2 separate regions of the Pan troglodytes genome follow, and region 1 is linked to region 2. Evidence: chromatin contacts called from public HiChIP or PLAC-seq data. All regions are on one chromosome and are shown on one strand. The core of a region is the stretch at or near the end of the contact, and the rest is flanking DNA. Distances in the headings are between cores, read along the strand shown.

Region 1 (5,842 bases), core at 705-3,204, 340 kb before region 2:
GGATACACAGAGGGTCAAACCCAGCCCCTGTCCTTGAGGAGTTCGCAGACTGGGGCCAGTCTGGGGTCAGGGAGTGGGGATACCCACAGATAGACAGTTCTGTTCTAAGGAGATCACTGTAAGGCGCCGTGAAAACCGAGGAGTGAGCCTCTAATCCAGCTTGACGCTACTGCAGGGGCAGGGGTGGGGGCCAGAGGAAAAGCCAGAGAAGGCTCCTCAGAGAGGGGCCCATCTGAAATGGGTCATGATGAACAAATAGAAGTTTAAACCATGTAGTCAGGAATGGGAAGGACCTTCAGGCAGAGGGAAGAGCATGGACAAACAAGGGAAGGATGAAAAGGTCCTGGTTTCTTGAGAGAAGTGTTCCCCGTGGCAAGCCCAGTAAGCCGCTTCCTTCACCCTGCCCCAGGACCAGGGGCCCAGGATCACTCACTCTGTCTCCACAGCCAGCCGCCCCTCACCAGGGCCATTTCTTCAAAAGGACTTTCCAGGGCGGAGTCAGGCGGGACCTGTCAGAGGAGCCACGGGAGACACAGGCCTCAGCAGCAGCTCCCTGGAAAGAAGCCCCCAGCCCTGCCGTCCCTGGGGAGCCACCCAGGAAACGTTTGAGGGAGGGTTAGTAAACAAGGGCCAGGCGGCCTCGGCCTCCTCCGCATTCTCTGCTCAGGAAGAGAATGGGAGCGCTGTCACTGTGGGGTCAGCAGGGCAGCCATTGGTGTGGGGTGGGGGTGGGGACCAGGAGCCTGGATTCCAGCCTCGGCTTCGTAACTTTGGCCATATCCCTCCTCCCTGGCCCTCTGTCCTGGTCTCAGTTTCTAGATCTGTAGAAGTGTGTCTGCGAGGCAGGCAGAGGCTGGAGGGAGGAGCTCTTGAAACATTAGAATATGCCTGACTAGCTCAGTCGGTGGAGCATGAGACTCTTAAAGTATTAGAAACCTTGGGATTCTGTAATGTGGAAGTGCAGAATATTAGAATCACGGCAATGGATGAGGGAAAGGCTCCCTCCTATTTGGACCCCACTAGAGCTGTTTACAAAGTGCTTCAAAGAGCAGTTCAACAGCAGCTGTGATGGACCGAGCACTCTGTCCGGGTACCCCCTCTCAGTGCTTTCATCCATTATCTCATTTAAGCCTCCCTGCAGTCCTTATTATTCCTATTTCAGAGATGGGGAAACGGGGGCCAGAAAGGTCCAGTCAGTTGCACGGGGCCACTTGATTAGTAAGCAATGGAGCCCAGACTCACACCCAGCAGTCCTGGCTTCAAACCGTTATGCCGGCAGGAGCTTTGAGAACTTCCGATACCAGGCCACACTCCGTAACAATTAAATCAGAATGTCTGAGGGCAGGAGGCAAGCCCTGGTACTCTTCAAAGATCCTCAGATGATTCCAATGTACAGCTAAGTTTGGACATCACCGCACATTCTACTCCCTCACCTTGTCCCCACTCTAACCCTGTTAGGAAGGGAATCTTTACTCCTGTTTTACAGATGGACAAACTGAGGGTTGGCAAATGACTCATCCATGTACGTGATGTAGCTTGCACTGGAATCCAGGTAGGTGCCCTCTGTTCCTGAGGGCGACTCACTTACCAGCGGGTGCCTCCGCCCCTCCCCCACCTGCTCACACCTGTTGCTGCGTAACAAGGGCTGGCACACCTGGGCTGGAAGGCCCAGCCTTGTCTGTTCCTCTTGCCGCTCCCTCCCCTCTCCACGGTCTTGACACAGATCAGACAAGAGGGTCAGGTGCAGACTCCTTTTCCAGCCCCTCCCCTTGATGCACCCACCTTGTCTACACTTGTTGCGGATGTTGCTGCCTAAGCGGCCGCTACTCGATGCTGCTGCCACCCAACCCGCTGCGCCTGCGCTTTGTGTGCCCCGGAGAGCCTGGGGCATTTCTCTCCTCCGGCAGCGCCTGAGAGCCCAGCTGCCCCCGGGCCCCGCCCTCCGGACCTGCCCACCCCAGGGAGGGGGAGTGACGTGAAGAGATGCTGACCCGAGGCGTACTGGGACTTGTAGTCTACCCCTGTAGAGCTGGGCAGAAGCAGCCCCGCCTGCAATTTTACTTTTCTATTAAGACATTTGTTCACTCATTTATCATGAAATACTTTTTCTTAAGAATCATTGAACTCAGTTCCTAGAAAAAAAGAAAAAGTAAAGTTGCAAGGAGAAGCCAAGCTCCTAGTTTTGCATGTTTTTTTGATGCTTCCCCTTTCCATCTCCAGCTTCCAGTCTAGTGAGGGAGATTACATGGAAACACACAATTGGAGCACAAGGTGTGATTTAACAATGGAAAAGATGAGCCTGACTTTTCTCAAGGGGTTCAGGAAGGCTTCCCAGAGGAGGCTGAAAGGGGCCTTGGAGGATGAGGGGCAGTTTCCTAGGCGACCCGAAATGTCCCCTATGAATACTGTCAGGATGTTGAAGAGTGCCCAGCATTTCCGTGTGTCTAGAACATAAAGCGCAGGGGTGGGGAGGGCATCGGGAGTGTCAGGCGATAGAGCTGCAGGGTTTGGAAAGAAATAGCACAGAGGCCTTGCATGACAGGCGGAGAGCTTGGATGTTAGGACGCAGCGACTGGAGCTGGGGGTGGGAGTTTCAAGATGAGGAGTGAGGTGTGTGATTAGGGGGTCGGAAAGGCCCCTCTAGGGCACAGTGAAGAATGGATTGGCGGGAGCCCACCTGGAGAAGGAAGACTTTCTGTATCTATCACCTCGGACTGTGATCATTTCCTTCAATAGCTCAGCCCCGCAAACCCTCACCTACCAGCAGCCACAGGATGTCATATTCAGAGACCAGAGGATATCAGGGCCTAAAAGACTTCTGTCCCGTCCCCTATGTGGCAAGGGTGCCCACCCTGCCCTGGGCCCTTCCTCCTGTCCCAGAGAACTCTTCCTTACCGGGGCTGCAGGGCTCATGGTTCCTGGGTGGCCAGGGCAGCATTTCCCAGAAGGCTCCCGCAGCGGGGCATTTCCCTGAGCGCCTTAGAGATAAGGGGATCAGGAAGGTGCTACCAAGTGGGAGGCTGGAGGGGGAGGCAAGGAGGGAGCGCACAGATCCCAAGGAAGGTCGCCCTCTTTCTCCAGGCTCCTCCCAGCCTTTCCAACTGATGGCTCTGACCCTAGGTTCACTAGACAAGTCATCCCTGATTCAGAAGTGGTCTTGGCTCAGCATCGCCGAGGTTCCCGGAGTGGAATCGGGGCGAGGTTGCGGGGCAGGACAGGAACGGGGCTGGTCCTCCTCCCTAGGTTGGGGGCGGGGCTACATCTTCATTCTTTGGCCTGGCAGGACAGCGCCCGTCACCCCAGTCCTGGCTGCGCAGTCTGGCTCTTTAAGCCTTCCTCTCTTGCTACTGAGTCTCTGTAATCCTGACCTCAAGCTACCCTCGCGCTTCGGCCCTTTGTGCGGTGCGTGCCCTGCTGAGGGATTCGCCATGGCCAATCCTATTAACCACTGAGTTCATCCCCTCTTAGCCGACTCAAGAATCAGCTCTCCCAAACCGCGTTTTCATCTCTGTGCCTTTAACTCACTCTCTGTCTGGTTCCTGGAACGTCCCAGTCCCAGCTTCTCCTAGCTAAATTTTCCACCTCCACAGTGGAAGGAAGAAAGGAAGAGTGGGAGGGGGAAAGAGGGAAGGAAAGAGATATGGAAGGAAGGAAAGACAGAAGGAGAAAAGAAGGGAGGGGAAAGGGGAAGGCAGGTAGGTAGGGCTGCAGCTGGCCTCGGAGGATCTGCGCCTGGGTCCTGCCCCGACCCAGCCTCTCTCCAGCTCTCCCTGCTCCCCTCCCCGATGGGCAGTGGGGCATCCTTCATGTTGAGGGGCGGGGATGGTGCAATCATCTCCTAGATTTCATTCTCTGGATTTAGCAACCAGATGAAAAAGGAAGGTTCTCCAGCAGCAGTGGAGACTTCAGGGGAAGACTCTCCCCTACCTCCCAAAGAGCGGTCACTATGACGAATAAAAGAGGAAAGGACGTGGCAAACTAAAACCACAGACACCACTACCGAATCTAAACGTAGCCGGACTTGGCCCATGTCTCTAAAAGCTGGTCAGTGACCCTCTTTGAGAAGCCAATAAGGAAGTGTAGACTGTCCTCAGGAAAAAATCTGCGTATAATTCCTGGGAGTTCATAGACCGCTGAAGCCATGATAGTCATGGTTGGATTGTTTTTAATCTCCAGAGCTGTGTAGATGGGAGGAGAGTGTAGATTGACCAGTGAGAGGTATGACAGTATGTCAGGAATTCCAGCCGCAGCAGTCCTGGCTGTGAGTGACTTTGTTTGTTCAATCAACTAAAACTTATTGAGACTAATAAGCCAACAAGTAACTTTTACATTTCTTTGTGGCTATGGTGCACAGAACCATTGGCAGAGAGGAAAAGATTTTGCCATTTCAAGTGTCCCTGGTGAATGAACAGCCCACAGATAATACATTGTTTAGGAAATAGTGGACTGGCTCATCAAATTCAAATTTACTACTTACATTTTCTAGAGAGTATAATATAATAAGAATAATTTATATTATCTTTATTTAAAAAAACTTGAAGTTTATATCAAGATGCAATTTGAGCAAAAGTAAAAGTGCTTATGAAAACATTTTAAATGGCCGGGCGCTGTGGCTCATGCCTGTAATCCCAGCACTTTGGGAGGCCAAGGCGGGCAGATCACCTGAGATCGGGAGTTCGAGACCAGCCTGACCAATATGGAGAAACCCCATCTCTACTAAAAATACAAAATTAGCTGGGTGTGATGGCACATGCCTGTAATCTCAGCTACTAGGGAGGCTGAGGCAGGAGAATTGCTTGAACCAGGAGGCGGAGATTGTGGTGAGCCGAGATCTCACCACTGCACTCCAACCTGGACAACAAGAGCTAAACTCCGTCTCAAAAAAAAAAAAAAAAAAAAAAGAAAAGAAAACATTTTAAAGTGATAATTTTACGCTTTTTTTTTTTGTCTTTTTTTTTTTTTTTCCTTTTTCTGGAGAACGGGGTCTCACTATATTGCCCAGGCAGGTCTTGAACTCCTGGGCTCAAGCTATCCTCCCGCCTCTTGCCTCCCTGAGAGCTGGGATTACAGGCGTGAGCCACCGCGCCCGGCCAAAGTGATAATTTTAGTGAGATATAATTCACCTACCATAAAATTCACCCTTTTAAAGTAAAAAATTCAGTGGGTTTTTTTTTTTTTTTTTTTTAGATGGAGTCTTGCCCTGTCACCAGGCTGGAGTGCAGTGGTGTGATCTCGGCTCACTGCAACCTCCGCCTCACAGGTTCAAGTGATTCTCCTGCCTCAGCCTCCCAAGTAGCTAGGACTACAAGCATGCACCACCATGCCCAGCTAATTTTTGTATTTTTAGAGATGGAGTTTCACCATGTTGGCCAGGATGGTCTCGATCTCTTGAGCTCGTGATCTGCCCGCCTCGGCCTCCCAAAGTGCTGGGATTACAGGTGTGAACCACCGCACCCGGCCTTCAGAACATTTTTATCACCCTAAAAAGAAACCCTAGGCCAGACATGGTAGTTCACACCTGTAATTCCAGCACTTTGGGAGGCCAAGGGTGGCGGATCACCTGAGGTCAGGAGTTCGAGACCAGCCTGGCCAACATGGTGAAACGCTGTCTCTACTAAAAATGCAAAAATTAGCTGGGTGTGGTGGCGCGCACCTGTAATCCCAGCTACTCGGGAGGCTGAGGCAGGAGAATCACTTGAACCCGAGAAGCAGAGGTTACAGTGAGCCGAGATCACACCATTGCACTCCAGCCTGGCTACAGAGCGAGTCTCCATCTCAAAAAAAAAAAAAAGAAAAAGAAAGAAAAGAAACCCTATAGTCTTTAGCAGTTACTCCCAATCTG
Region 2 (6,340 bases), core at 3,425-5,924:
AATCCACAGCCTAAACTCCAGGGATAGCTGAAGCCAGAAGGTAGAAGGAGGGGTCTCAGGGAGAGTGAGCCCCCAGGGCTGGGGGTCTGGCAGAAAGGGGGTGCATCTCAGAGTCACCAAGAAGGGGGTAGAGTGGGGAAAAGATGCAAGCAGACAGGATGGGGGAATAAGAACCGACCCCCCGGACCCATAGAGGCAGCCCTGAATATGGGGCCCAGAACCACTCCTGACCTCTCTAAAGGGCCCTGGCTGCCCAGCCTCTGCAGCCCCCTCCCTGCCTCTATCCTCCCCTAGAAGCCCCCATCTAGAAGCTTTTTTCATCTGAGGAGGCTCTGGCAGAACTCAGGCCCCAAGAGTCCCCAGCTCAAAACCGCAGGCTCCCCCAAATCTGCACAGTACCAGCTGGATGGAAACATAGGCACTAGTTTGTCCACCTATCTCCCCTGATTGGGGAGGTTAAGTCACAGAGAAAGGCCAATGTCACACAGCAAGAACAGAACTGCAGTTAGAACCCTGAGCCCCCTCTGCTCCTCCATAAAGTAAAGCTTTGTACCTCCCCAATTCTCCCAGGCCCAGGAACACATCTATATTCTGACCTGTCATAGGAAAGCCACACGAAGAAGGGCAAACCCATGTCAACTGTGGCCCCTGAGCCAAACATCCTATCAAGGGTCTGGCCAACAGAGTAGCAAGCCTCAGAGAAAGGACTGAGCCTGCGCTGGGTGCCATCACACTCATCCCTCCAACAAAGAACCACACAGGGATTTCCAAAACCAGTCCCTGAGAAACATCCAAAGGACAAGATAAGAATCCTTTGTAATTACCACCCAGAACACCTGGAGCAGACAAGAACCTTTGCCATTAGCAGAAAACTGAAGCTTCTACAGGGCCTGAGTAGACAGGAGCCCTGTGTCATTAACAACTCTTAAAACTGCACAGGCACTTCCAGGACCAGAAAAGCACCCTTGGCACCTGGGCACCTGACCAGTGAATACAATGCAAAAGGCTCCAACCGAAGTTGGTGCTCATGGCCCTTCTTTGGCCCCAATCTGAAGGCCCCTACAAAGGACTCACCACCTGTGGCTTGCTGCAGCACTTGCTGGCAGGGGTAGGCTCATCTGCAGGCCGAGCTGCCTCAGGGGGCTTGGCCTCAGCAGAGGGCGGTGCAGCCAGAGGCAAGCAGGGCATGTCCACTGGCACTGGGGCAGAGACCTCACCGGAGTGCAGGTTCAGCATGTACTGCTTGGTGACGTCCTCGAGCGATGGTGCCTGCAACGTGGGATGGGCTCGGGTAGGGAAGCCTATGGGTTCTGGCACAGCCACAGGGGGACCAACAGAAGTTGGTGGCCCAGGCACCACAATAGGCATAAAGGTGGTGGGCACACTGGCATGGCGAACGTGTCTGGAGGAGGTCCAGGCCCGAGACAGGCTGCCAGTCTGGTCCTGACTGCCCTCGTCTCTCCGAAGCTCCTGGTGACTACTCCGAGCTGGGCGCTTCTTGGAGCCTCGGCGGATTAGCCTCGGGGACAGAATGTCAGCCAGCTTGGGGTCAAGGTGAAAGTTTCGGTGGGCAGTGGCAGGGGGAGGCAGAGCCTCAGGTAGGGCCCTTTCAGACTGTGCCCGGCTCCTGGTACCAGGTTCTTCTGGCTCTGCCCGCTGCTCTACAAGGATGGGCTCGCTGCTGGATGGAGGCAGCACGGGCTCAACTTCTCGGATGGGCTCCCCTCCAGGGCCCTCGAATCCAGGCCCAGCCAGCTCCCCACGGCGGCTGGGGTCACTCAGGGATTTCTTCTTGGGGGCTTTGCCAGCAATCCTGTCGTCCACCACACGCCCCAGGGTGCCAGGCCCCTGAACTATGCTCTGAATAACCTCCTGATATCCCTTGCTCTCTTCACTGCCCACAGACCAGTCACTGTGACCACTGGTCAAGCCCTCATCCATGGCTGAGGTGGCAGGGAGCCCTGTCTTGGGGCTCAGTGAGCCCAGGAGGTTGCTGTCCACAGAGAACCCAGTGGGCTCTTCAGAGGTGGCAGCCCGGTGGCGCTGAGGAATTGGGTCACTCAGGGACCTGTAGGCCTCCCCTGCCTCTCCATTGCTCAATTCGCTCCCACCAGAACCTGAAGGTGGGACTTTGCGTCGTCGGCGGAGGGCACCTGGTGTGGGAGGGGTCTCAGGGGACACCAGGGCCCACCCGCCCAGACTGTCCTCAGTCCCAGGGCCATGGTGGTTCGTCTGGGCCGAGGATGAGGAAAGAGGTCGCCACATCCCTGTGGTACCCAGGCCGCAAAATGCTGCAACAGGAGGCTCAGGGTCTGCCCCAATGCCTTCATCTGTCAGACTGGACTCAGGGCCTGAGAGCTCCTCCTGGGACCGCTGCCCTCGGGTCACATCCCCTGCCCAGTCAGGGCTTCCAGGGGGGGCATCGCTTCCATCATCTTGCTGGGCACCCATGCGCTGGATCTTCTCAAAAACCTGGCGGGCCTCCTGCACATATTGGTCCTGGACGATGAGGGGCAGCGGATCCTCCTCGGCACCAGGGCCTGTCAGCAGGAGCTCGGAGGAGCTGGACTTCAGAGCACTGGTGCGGGGCAGGCGGCGGGCCATGGGCTTCTCAGAGCAGGTGAATGACTTTGCTCTCCGCAGAGTGGCTGTCAAATCCTTGAGTGTGGGGCGCGTGCCAGGTGATGCTGGGGCTGGGATGGGTATGGGTTCAAGTTGCCCCACAGGGCCACCTGCGGATGGTGAGTCTCTGCCATCTAGGGGGTTGCTTCCACGGTCCCCGGGGCTCCCACCAGGTTTTCGGACCCTCAGCTCTGAAAGGTCTGAGTGCAAGAAACTGAGAAGCGTCAGGGTCTCTGAGGCGATATCTGGATTCGACAGGGACTTCCGCTGTCGACTCTTTTCAGGCTCAAATCCTCCATCCCTCAATGCCCTAGAGGTGCCTCCAGGTCCTTTGGCACGGGTTCGAGCCTGGGACCGCAGGAGCCCTTCCCCAGCTCCAAAGCTAGGGGAGCGGTACACGCCCCAGCCCCCAGAACCCCTACTAGACCATAGGTCGTCGTCCTTGAGGGTCTCCGTGCTGGAATAACGGCTGCTACCGCGGGAGCCTGCGGGGCTGGCCAGGTACGAGGGAAAGCTCACCTTGGCCACACGGAAAGCTCCTCCCACAGAGTCAGACATAGGCCGAAGTCCCTCCTGGGGACCTGGGACGCAGGGCGGAGAGCCACTACCCCACTCCCGGAGTCCTTCTTCTCTAGGGGCTCTTGGAGATGTTGGGGGCTCAGGGCTCCCAGAAACCCCTGCTGAGTCCATGCTGCTTAGATTTAACCCATCACTGTCAGGCCTGCAGTCCTGATCCAATAGGGAGCTTCCAGGCCTGAGTCCGGGCCTCCCTCCCCAGCGGTGGCCGCCCTCACCGTCTCGGTCGTCGTCACTGCCCGAGGAGTGGCCGCCGTGGTAGGCCGGACTCTGGGCTCCAGGCAGCTGCGGCGGGCCCTCCTCTTCCTCCTCGCTGGAGCTGGCAGCGCGACTGCGGCTGACAGGATAGGAGGAGGCGATGGAGGAGGAGGAGGAGCAGGAGGCCCGGGCCCCGGCCTGCGGTTGGGAGAAGATATGCCAAGAATGTAAACCATCCGCTGGACGCTGCGCCCGCTCCTGTTGCTGCTGCGGCCGGCGCAGCCTCCCTTCGGTCCCCGGCCCGGTCAGGGGCCGCGCCGAACGCAGACCCGCCAGGGGGAAGCATGTCCGAGGGGGTGGCGTCGGTGGCTGCCGCGACTCCCGAGCCGGAGGCTCCCACGCGGCACCGTCGGGGCTGGGCGTTCCTGGGGATTCAGAGTCGGCGCTGGGCCTCCTGGAGCCAGGACCGCCGAAGAGCTTGCGCATCTCGGTGACGCTGGGCCAGGCTCCTCGCGCTGGGCCCTCGGCCGCTTCTTCCGCGGCCGCGGGGAAGACGCCTCCGTCTCGGGCCCCAACGGAGCCGTCGTCCAGACGCGGCGCGTCGAAGCGCCGGGAGAGCTGGCGCACCGACGGCGAGAGGCTGCGGAGCGGGCGCGGCTGCGTGGGGGCGGCCAGGGGCCCAGACGCCAGCTTGGACACGCGCCGAGAGGGCTGGCCCCGGGCAGCCGTGGTCGGCCGGCACGAGGCGCGGCGCCTCAAGCCGGGGGTGTCCGTGTCCTCCTCCCTCGGCCCGGGGCCGCCGCTCCAGCGCTCCAGCAGCTTGAATGAGACGCTGCGGTAAAGCTGGGGCCGGGATGCCCCGTCCGCCATAGTGGCGTAACTCACTCCGGGGGGGCTGGCCTCGGGGAGCCGCGGCCAACCCCCCCTGCGCCCCCACCCCCTAGGAGCGCAGCGGCCCACGCCGAAAGCAGCGCACGGGAGTGTGGGAGGAGGACGCAGAGACCGGAGCAGAGGTTTCTCTGCCGCGGCTCAAGTTTCTGTGGCCACCGGCCTCAACGTCTCCATCCCGGGCGGCCCCTCCCGCCTCAGCGCCGACCCCCAGGCCCAGCCCCCGCCGCGGCTGGAGCGACCAGGGGCACCGCGGCACCGCCTGGGCGGGATCCCAGCGCTTGGTTCCTCGACTCTGCGTCCGCCTGCCCAACGGCTTGCCTGCCTCCCCTCGCTCTCCCGCTCCGGCTCCCGCTCCCTCCCCCTTGGCTGCTCGCTCCTGGCACCCTTTTGTTGCAAATAAACTTTGCGGCAGAGGCAAGGGGGCGGGGGGCGGGGCCTCGAGCCCAAAAGAGGGGGTGGGCTCCGGGCGTGCGCGAGCCTGGGAACCGGGTGGTGGGAGGGAATCAGGGAGGAGCCGAAGAAGAAAAAGCCTGCTGGAGGACTTGCAGACTGAGGCGACCCTCTGGCCCTCCAGAGACGTCCCTCGGGAGCCCAGCAGGCCGAGCTGCCCCCAGGGAGTCGCTGAGACACACGCAACCGCTGAGCGTGCTCAGCTCCGCAGACTCGCAGCCAGGGCGCCGCGTCCACCGCGGGCCACCAGCCTCCGCGCGGAAACACCTCCTGCCCAGGGGCTCCAACATGGCAACCTCGGACTCACAAACTCTCGTACACACTGACACTCAGGTGCACGCAGACGCACACTCTCTGGGCCGGGAAAGGGGTGGGACTCGGCGCCAGGGAGAGCCCGGGGAGCCGCGGGCTAACTAAAGGGTCCGTCGCTCCCTGCCGCGCCCTACTCCCCGCCCAGGCCACGCCCCCTCCCCTTCCCTCCTCCTCCCCGCCCGCCCTCTGCGCGAATTCAGCTGTAGCCACGCCCTTGTCCCCCCCATCTCGCTCCCAAGCGCCCCGCCCATCCCACCTCCCAGCCGCCTGTCCGGCTCCGACCGGCCCCCAACCCGCCCAGAGTTGCTCCAGAAGTCCCACCCTTCACGACCGCGCCCCCACCCCTACTTTTCCAGCTGCCACGCCTTCCACCTGCCCCTGCAGTCTGGCGGCTCTTCTCCTGGACTCTCCGCCTGGATCCCCGAGCCTCTTTCCTTCTTGCTCTGGAGTACGCGGCTCTTGCGCCCCCTCGCGGCGTGATTTTCCCAACGCACGGAGTCCTGGACGGATAAAGCAGCACCCATCCCCAAAAAACGGAGAGTTGTGAAAACTTCCTTTCAGTCGTTACCTAATCCCCTTAGTCTTTTTCAGACCTTCGCAAAGCGCACTGCCCCTTCTTAGGCCTTATACACAAAAGGAGCTTCGACCGGAACGCCCTCGACTTCCCACTGCCAAACCTATACTCCTACCCGCAGCTGCTTCACCTTCTTGGCAGGGAAAGTGTAGGTTGTTTCTCTGGCTTCACGCTGATCCCTCGCTTGAGCTCCCCTCCCGCCCCTGCCTCCGTCTGAGTCTTACATTGTTCTCGGTATTGGGACATCATCCCCTTCCGCATTCCCACCTGCCTCTAGATCCCATTCATCCTCCCGGCCCAACTAACGAATGAACGAACGAATGAAAATGTATGGAGTACCTATAATGTATGGGCAATATTATTTAACTTATTTTTTTAAATCCACAAACCACCCTTGGGGACAAATATTATTACCCCTTCTCTGTGGACCGTGAAGGAGAAGTAACTTTGACCACTATGCAAGTCAGGAAATAGCAGCTCCTGCTAAAATTCAGATTTCAGGGGCTTCAAACACCATGCTCCTCCAGCCAGCTCTGAGATGCACCCCCAAATCCTGATGAAGAAGGAGGTTCTCGTTCCTTTGAGCCCCCAGTCTCCTCCTCCTCCTCCTTGGGCCTGAGCTCACTCTCCTCAGGAACAGAGGATAACCTGGTCTGACCCATGCCCCTCCAGCGCTGCCCAGCCTTCTTCAGGCCTGGTCAAACTGCCCTGGCCCCT

What was found. HiChIP or PLAC-seq counts read pairs in DNA pulled down with a chosen protein or histone mark.
Region 1: a contact with region 2 is called in an H3K4me3 HiChIP or PLAC-seq map of stem cell-derived excitatory neurons, with 4 times the contacts expected there. The contact joins the promoter of PLEKHB1 here to the promoter of ARHGEF17 in region 2. A contact is called at or near these places in 1 of 7 Hi-C or Micro-C datasets (stem cell-derived neural progenitor cells) and 1 of 1 datasets of contacts at active chromatin or transcription factors (stem cell-derived excitatory neurons).

Annotation. Positions count from the first base shown.
Region 1 is chr9:75,678,163-75,684,004 of NHGRI_mPanTro3-v2.0_pri, reverse strand. PLEKHB1 (pleckstrin homology domain containing B1) reads right to left here and starts at 1,954. Exons shown (of 7, transcript XM_001174818.6): 1 at 1,783-1,954; 2 at 434-509. The coding sequence starts at 470.
Region 2 is chr9:75,341,054-75,347,393 of NHGRI_mPanTro3-v2.0_pri, reverse strand. ARHGEF17 (Rho guanine nucleotide exchange factor 17) reads right to left here and starts at 4,674. Exons shown (of 21, transcript XM_009423734.5): 1 at 1,075-4,674. The coding sequence starts at 4,266.